Linked DNA regions of Rattus norvegicus: region 1 is linked to region 2. Evidence: chromatin contacts called from public Hi-C data. All regions are on one chromosome and are shown on one strand. The core of a region is the stretch at or near the end of the contact, and the rest is flanking DNA. Distances in the headings are between cores, read along the strand shown. Region 1 overlaps Phf20 (PHD finger protein 20). Region 2 holds the start of Phf20 (PHD finger protein 20).

Region 1 (4,329 bases), core at 1,784-4,283, 56 kb before region 2:
ATTGCCCATTGCACAAGTCTTGATGCCTAAGTCCAAACCACAGACCCAGAACACCAGCTGGCCAAACTCTGGCCAAAGATTTGGAGACTCCATTGCTAAACAGCAAATCCTGATCCTCCCAACACGCAAAGGCCTATAAGCCAACCCCCGTTGCTCACATTAAACACAGCCTAAGGAATACATCTGAGGGAAGACGCATACCAACAGCCTAGCCCACATCTGCAGGAAGGCCCAAAGCTGCTTTCAAACTTCTATGTATAACTTAAAGAAAATTTCCCCTAGGGCTGGACAGTGGTTAAGAACAGGCAGTGCTCTTTTGGAAGATCTGAGTTAGGTTCACAGCATACCCCATCAGGCAGCTCACAACTGCCCGTAACTCCAGCTCCAGAGGATATGACACCCTTCTCTAGCCTCTGCAGGCACAGAAGAAGGTCTACCTATCTTGGTTAGCTTAAGCCCCACCACCCCCATCAGTGCCTGGTCAAACAAAGGAAGCCTTGCCCTCTGAGGCTAATAACTCAGCATTTCAGACAACCTTGGAAGCAGTCAGAATGCAGAAGTGGTGTAGGGAGCCAACTACAGAAGTTCTACAAACTTTTCTTCTCTAAGGTCCGCCCCCATAACTAGTGCCCAGGCTAACTAGAGCTAGCTAGCTAGCTACATATCAAGATTCAATCAAAACAAAAACTACATGTTTTCCCACCACGTATGACCTCAAGCGTCCACAAAGAGCCCTGACATCTGAAGACGTAGATGACCACAGGGTCCTCCTCCCCATGCCTCAGGCTTCAGAGCTATTATTTTAAATACTGGCCTTGCTTTCTGCATAGGACATTTCCCAAATCATCCAACCAGAGCGATAAATCCCGCCTTCTCTTTTCTCTAAGACGGGTCTCACTAAGCTTCCCAACGTAAGACATAAATTGTCACCTTCACTTTCAGTGTGAGGCATGCTTAGAACTCACTGGTTACATAAGAGCAGGAGGCCCCAGGTCCTCCCTGTCTCAAAATTAAGAGTTGGAAATTTAGGTTTGGTGCTACAATATTGAGCCCATGATCAGAAAGGCCCATGTGTCCCAAGCCCCAAATCAGTCTATAAACAGGCTCTGTGACCTAAACCTAGAAGATTAGTAATTGGGGAAAGGGACAAGTCCAAGTCTAGGAGAGAAGACTAGAAATTTCTAGGATTCCAGGACTTTGAAAACCACTGTCTGGCATGAAATCAGCATGCCAGTCATAGGTGTCCTGCTCTCTGAAACTGTTTGTTGAAAACTGCTTTGTTTTCACTGGTCTTGTGAGTTCATTATCTTATTTCCAGGCTGGCCTTGAACTAAGATCCTCCTGTTTCTTGAGTAGCTGGGACTGTAGGCCTGAACCACCAAGCCTAGCTCCCCTCTCAGACTTCTAACTGCTCAAGTGAGTCCCAATCAAGAGCAGTACGTGGCCCATAACCACTTCATAGGCCAACAACTAGGGCCTGTTCCCCAGTCAGGACTCCCATGATACTACTAGGCACTAAAAGGCCAACAACCATCTACCTACCAGGAATACCAACCCACAGCACATGAATAGCATATAATCAACAATAGCCACAATAAAATACAAACTTGCTTAAGACATCCTAAGATTGGGCTGGAGAGATGGCTCAGTGGTTAAGAGCACTGGCTGCTCTCCCAGAGGTCCTGAGTTCAAATCCCAGCAACCACATGGTGGCTCACAGCCATCTGTAATGAGATCTGATGCCCTCTTCTGGTGTGTCTGAAGACAGCGACAGTGCACTTATATATAATAAATCAATCTTAAATAAAAAAGAAAGACACCACAAGATTATTTAAAAACAAAAATACCTAAGAGGGTCTGTGCAGATGACTAAATCATGCAATCGAGTCAGAAGAATGAGCAAAGTCAGGCACAGTAGCACACACCTTTAATCCCAGGTAGAGGTGAAGGCAGAGGTAGATGGATCTCTGTGAGTTCAAGATCAGCCTGATCTACGTAGGAAGTTCCAGACCAGATAGAGCTACACAATGACTCCATATCTTAAAAAGAAAAAAACAAGGGCACACTTGACATCTTCCCTACCGAAATCAGTGAATACCCACGCATACTGAACAACTTGTGACCTTTCAGGAAACCCTGCTGGGATGTTCTGGATATGCAGGTTTGAACTACAGGAGATGGAGTCCCAGAGCCTTACAGCCCTCAAACCTCAGCTCTGTTCTTTGTGTTTATTCATGTTAATTCTGTCCTGTGAGCTTCATTTCCTGCCTACAAAACAAGGATGAGCTTGATGGTAAGATCCTTTCTCCCCTTGTATGACATCTGAATAAGATGTGCAAATTCAACCAGGTATAGTGGCACAGACTATCAATGGAGAAGCAGAAGCAAGGAAAGCATGAGTTCTAGGCCAGCCCAAGCTACACAGTAAGACTCAGTCTTAAAAGCAACAGAGTGTGGAAACTACTTAGCTAGAGCCTGTCTCAGGGAAACAGATCAGTAAGTGGCTCTAATTATTACCACTCAACAAGTCACACTGAGAGAAGTGTACCATTAACCACTCCACAGACAATACGACCAGAAGGAAGTTAGATCCTGCATGAGTGGGCCTGTCTTCCTTTTATTTCCCTTCTTGCAAATCTATTCACAAGGTACTAACCTCCCCATACTCCAAATGTAGGTTCAGTTACAGCAGAAAGAAGAAATAAAAAAGAACTGCTTCTGCAGAGACTGGGAAGACCATTTCCATGGCATTTCCTGTGGTGAAGGCAAACTCCAGGCACAGGCCCAAAATAGATTGAACTGGGGGAAAGGGGAACACGTGACCTAGAAACCTGCATTTAATTAGGAGGAAGACTTGCTTAGTGCACTCACCCTTAACCCCAGCATGTAGGAAGCACCCACATAAGAACTATTTCAAGTTCGAAGCCAGCCTGGTCTAGACAGTTAAATCTCCAGACAGTCTGGGCAACATAAGATCAACAGGAAGGAACCTATCTTGTTGCTAATGCTAGTCACTTGCAGTTTCTTCAGTGAGAAAGCTTGTGAGCAGTGGTGAAGGTCATGTGGCTCTGGGCAGGGCAGTACACGATCCAACTCCTAGGATGTCTGAGGCAGAAGGAGCAGTTAAGTCCAAAAATGTAAGCCAGCCTCAGAAACCTAGCCAGATTCTCTTAAGGAAAAAAAGTTGCAAAGAGGAGTGAAATAGCACCACACACACACACACACACACACACACACACACACACACACACACTCTCTTTCTCTCTCTCTCTCTCTCACACACACACACACACACACACACACACACACACATACACACACACTTGACTTTCTGAACACAGAATCCTATCTTTCATTTCTATATAAACTGGAATTGGAGGTGTAACATGGCTTCCAACTATGGCTGCTTCACACTAAATGAGGTTCTTTTTTCACTGCCAAAACCCAATAAAAAAACTGGGCACAGTGGTCTGAATTTGTAACCTTAGCAGTTGGACTTGCAAGAGGACTGCTATGAGCTCAACGCCAGCCTTGATTGCACAGTAAGAACAGGCTAGCCAGGAGCTTGAAGTCAGATCCTAATTCAAAAACAAAACCAAACCAGGTGGATGAAAGGATTTTATAGTCCCAACTCTCTGGAGGTGGAGGCAGGAGGATCACCAGTCAAGGGGATCCTCAACTACACGGTATGTTCAAAACCAGCCCGGCTACAGGAATCTACCTTAAACAAACAAACACACACACCCCCCAAAGACAAATACTGCTTGCTTGTGCGCTCGCTTCTCCCCACCCCACAAGTGTTAACCAATTTCCCTAAGAAGCTCTTGAGTTATTTAGGGTTGATTAATCATGCCAGAACCCCCCATGACAGTAGATGCTGCTCCCTCACTGCCTACAGTTCCCAGGGCCTGCTCTGCCTCAGGAAACCCCCAAGGAAGCTAAGAGCAGTAAGAAAGTTAAGCTGAAGATGAATGTTTTGCCCTGGGTTCCGCTTCCCCCAGCAGCCTGGACTAGACAGAGTCGCTCAGAGGAAATCGAAAAGCATCCAGCCAGCCAGCAGAGCTTTGCCTCCTCCTCACAGGTCCCATGTGGCTACTGAGCAAACCACATGAGGCAGGCAGAAAAATCCAGGATAGGAAGGGAAATACAGTCAAGAGCTTGGAGCATATAGCTCCGTGGTAGAGCACTGTCCTGGTCGACCCAAGCCTTGAGTTTAATACCCAGGACTGAAAAACCAAAGTGAAGAGGAGGGATGGAGGGGCATAGAGAGGATGGGAAAAGATGGCAAATGCCTGTAACCCAGATGAGGCTGAGGTAGGAAAACTACAG
Region 2 (4,310 bases), core at 1,553-4,052:
GGAAGTGGATCTCTGAGTTTGAGGCCAACCTGGTATACGGAGCCAGGACAGCCAGGGTGCCAGGGCTACACAGAGTAACCCTGACTCAAAAAATAAAAATAAAAATGTAAAAAAGGAAAAAGGAAAAGGAAGGGAAGGAGGATGTGTAGGGAGGAACAGAACCTAAGAGCCTTAGAACCAACCAAGCAGATTGAGATGTATTCCTAGCTAGCCTAGAACTCATCGTGGTGGCCAGGCAGTCCTCAAGTTTACCACAGTCCTCCTGCCACAATTGCGGAGATCAGACTCACAAAAACTATGGAAGGCTTCGCCAGAAACTTACAAAGTAAAGCACCAGAGGATTAAAAGTTCCAAGAAGGGGTTGGGGATTTAGCTCAGTGGTAGAGCGCTTACCTAGGAAGCACAAGGCCCTGGGTTCGGTCCCCAGCTTCGAAAAAAAAGAACCAAAAAAAAAAAAAAAAAAAAGTTCCAAGAATAATCAAAAATTACTAGGGGATTCCTCCCCATTTTCACTCCAGAATAAGTCAGGAGTCCTAGTCTTGTGGCCCCCTCCAAACAAGAGGATGATGGAGGAGAGTCACTATCATCACTAAATAAACAGAACACTGTCCAACAGGAACCAGAAACTAGGAAAACCTCTGGACAGACTGAACCAAAAGGATTCCTGTTTGCAGAAAAATAAGCTATATATAAAAAAGGCATGTGATGTGAGCCAGGCATGGAAGTTCTTACCTGTGCCCTAGCACTTGGAAGGCAGAGGCAGAAGGGTTCAAAGCCAATCTGAGCTACCTACTAAGTTCCAGGATTACCTGAACTACCCAGTGAGACAATACTCACAACAAAAGCCATGTGAACGAAAGGGAAGAAAGGCTCAGGGTTGGGGTAACAGTAAGAACTTCCCTGAGGGGGAAAAAAAAAAAAGAAGAGGCCACAGAAAGTGTTTTGCAGATATGTACTCAACAGAGGAAGGAAGACCAAAGGGTACACGACAGAGCCTGGGAGGGCACATAAGGAGAATGTGGTTCCAAAGAGGGAAGGAAACAGAAGACTGGAACTATCTTGAATGGCAGAAAAGCTAGGAAGAAAAAGGAAGGAAGGAAGGAAGGAAGGAAGGAAGGAAGGAAGGAAGGAAGGAAGGAAGACAGACAGACAGACAGACAGGAGGGAAGGAAAAAGGAAAGAGCACCAATAATCTCAGCACCCAGGCCACTAGGGCAGGAGGATCATAGGCCACCGGGACTGCATGGTAGGTTCCCAGATAGCTACACAGCACTGGTCCCACAGGAGGAAGGCTGGCTAGCTAGATGGTTCAGCAAGCACGCAGCCAAGAATGACCGAGTTTGATCCCTAAGACCCGCGAAGTGGAAGCAGAGGAATAACTTCCTGCAACTTGGCCTGTGATCACCACATGTGCGTTATGGCACACGACAATAAATAAATACGTTTTTTCAACTAGGAAAAAAAAAAGGATGATGTGGGGAAATGGGTAGGTGGGGGAATGCTCAAGATTGACCATATCTAGGAATGAAAGGATTCAGGAGAAAGGTGTGCCCAGAGCACTTGCAGCACCCCGAGGGTGGTATGTTTCCTGCAAAGAGAGGTGCATCTCAAACCTTAAAGATTCTCTCAGGTAGGAAAACAAGTCCCTCCCCCACCCCCCAGACACAAATTAGGTTGAAGAACACGTGAAAAAGTGAAGCCCCAAGGACAGACTTAAGGACAAGTCAGTGAATCCCCTATAGTGAAACTGAAAACTATGTGCCACAAGCATCAGGATTTGGAGAAGAACTTGAAAGGGATGCGCATTCCAGACTGAAGGACTGACCCCCAAATTCACTAACTTCTGAAAACATACCAGATCTGAGGCCTGGAAAGAACTCCTCCTCAGAGTTATGGAATGTAATAAAGTATTTTATAACTTTGGTTAATGACCTGACTTCTGAAGAACCTATCAACGGACTGAACCCCAAACTGAAAGGGGAGAACTTAATTAGGTTTGAATATGGGAGTGTTCCCTCAGTATGGGGGAGCAAAGAAAAGAGTATGACTTCAGTTCGTTTTTAGGGACGGCTAGAAATTCAGAGAAAAATCCCAAGACTTGAGTTTAAGGAAGGGGAGGACGCCCAGATTTTCCAAACTACAGAGAAAGGGGACACTCCCATATACAGGGTCTTGAGGAAAGGGTGTGCTTCCCAGAGCAGGATAAGAAAGGCACTACACGAAAACCCGTTCCCGCAGCAGAGGCAGCAGCGTAGGCCTCCCCCTATCTCGCGGGCTAAGCAGGGGGTGCAGCCTCCGCACCCCTCCCCACCCCCACAGCCCCGTTCCGCGCCCCGGGCCCGCACCTCGCGGCCCAGCCCCCTCGGACCGCGCTGATTGGCCTGGGAGGCCGTCATTCCCGCGGGTAGCCGCAGTGATTGGGCGGCGCTCGCACGCCCGCCACGCTCTCAGCAGCGGTCCCCGGGCCTCCCTCCGGGGCTGGGTGATCCGGGGGCCAGTCGGAGAACAGGACTGAGCCAGGGTCCCGCAGTGGCCAGGGCGTCCGTCCCCGGTCCCGCCCGCACAGCGCGCGCGCGGCACGGGGCCTGCTCCCGACACGGCCCCAACCAGCTGCTTCGCGTCGCCGCGCCTCGCCACGAGCTCACCTCACGGCCCCGCTCCTGCTGCGCCGCTCCAGACCAACCGACAGAAGGACTGTGCGCGCTGCGCACCACGTGACCCCGGGGACGCGCCCAGCGTATCCCCCGCCCCCCACACACACGCACCATCTCCACCACCGAGTGACGCAGCCGCTCCACAGCCCCGCCCCGGGCCCCGCCCCGCCCGGTCACCAGGGCGACAGCGCGAGCAAGCCACGCCCATCTCCCTGAAGCGGGAACACCAAGTCCGCACTCACCCGTGACCGCTGAGGTCACCAGAAGCAGGGGCCTGGATACTGTCCATCTGCCTTCTTAATTCTCCTTCTAAATGCGTCTGGAAGTCACCCACCTCCCTCTACCCCCTCTGTCACCACTCTCCAGGAAGATCGTAGTCTTTACAGATCATTACTTTCCCTCTTCCAATCCGCTCTTCACACGCAAGGGCTTCTCATATCGACTTCTTCCCTTCTCCAGATGAAGAGCTAAGTCTTCAAGATCGATTGTCACCAGGCTTTCTCATTCTCACACATCCAGTTCACCCTCTGTGCTCTGCCTCTTTCAAGTCCTCATCTGAACCTTCTCACCTGTCTTTGCTCTCTCATCCCTAGAAAAGGATTCCAACGGAGGCTGAGAAGAAAAAGAGCTGTATTTTTGTCTCTAGGGACAAAGGTCCAAGATGCAACCTCAACAAAAGAGAGGTTTTCCCAGTGGGACTTAGTAAGTGCCAACGAGAGGTGATAACATTGCTATTTACTGAGGAGATCATGATTTGATTTGACACTGGAAGCAACCGAACTTTCACTTCTTAAATTATAACTCTAATCACAACATGTCCCTACACTACTTAACTGGTCAATCAATCTATCCATCCGCACCTATGCCTTTGCTCATCTAACCACACTTTCTGACGTTTTTCTTGTTTTTGTTTTTCTTTTTCTTTTGAAACAGTCTCAATATGTATCCTTGTCTAGTCTGGAACTCAGTAAGTAGAACAAGTTAGCCTTGAACTCACAGTGCTGTACATTTCTGCCCCTGTCATACTGAGATTAAAGTTATTGTCCACAAAAAAAAAACATAGCTCTTCAAACAAAGGGATTAAGAGATAATTTGTGCAACCAAAGTGTAAATTTTCATACCCTGGAAAAATACAGATTTAAATTACCCTACTTCATGGAGGTAGTTTCATGGAGTTTTATAGAAACAAAGCAAAGCTATAAACCAAGGCATTTTTAAAAATACACATTAGTAGAGGCCAGGTGTGGTGACTCCTTTAATCCCATACATAGTAAATTCTACGACAGCTAGGGCTATGTAAAGAAACCCTCTCTCAAAAGAATCAAAACAAAAACAAAAATACATTAGTAGAAACATTAAGTAAATAGTTAAAGTGGGGTAATCTCAGCAGGAGGGCTTAGAAGCTGTGTGGTAGCATTCCTAGCCCTTCCATTGTTGGAGAATAGGGCTTTGTTTACTAACTATACAGTTCAAGGTTTCTCTTATATCAGGATCCTAGATCTGACCCACAGATGGGCTCTTTAGAGAACCCAAGAGAAACCAGCTCTGAGACTTGCAACATTCCAAACTCTCCACACTCACTCTTTTCAGCAATCTGACTCCGGAGGCCTAGCTGGTTTTCTTATCAGGAATTCTTCACAGAGGACACCACCCCCG

Evidence for each region. A called contact is a pair of places that touch in the nucleus more often than the background predicts.
Region 1: a contact with region 2 is called in a Hi-C map of psoas muscle, with 1.8 times the contacts expected there. The contact joins the enhancer-like site here to the promoter of Phf20 in region 2. A contact is called at or near these places in 3 of 12 Hi-C or Micro-C datasets (hepatocytes, kidney and psoas muscle).

The regions. Positions count from the first base shown.
Region 1 is chr3:165,224,680-165,229,008 of GRCr8, reverse strand. All of the region lies in intron 4 of Phf20 (PHD finger protein 20), which reads right to left. Among named protein-coding and RNA genes, the nearest start is that of Cnbd2, 52 kb to the left of the region's middle. Within about 2 kb of position 3,033, at least 33 of the 93 cell types and tissues checked have an H3K27ac peak or open chromatin away from gene starts, as enhancers often do.
Region 2 is chr3:165,168,829-165,173,138 of GRCr8, reverse strand. It overlaps Phf20 (PHD finger protein 20), which reads right to left and starts at 2,802. Exons shown (of 18, transcript NM_001107795.1): 1 at 2,646-2,802.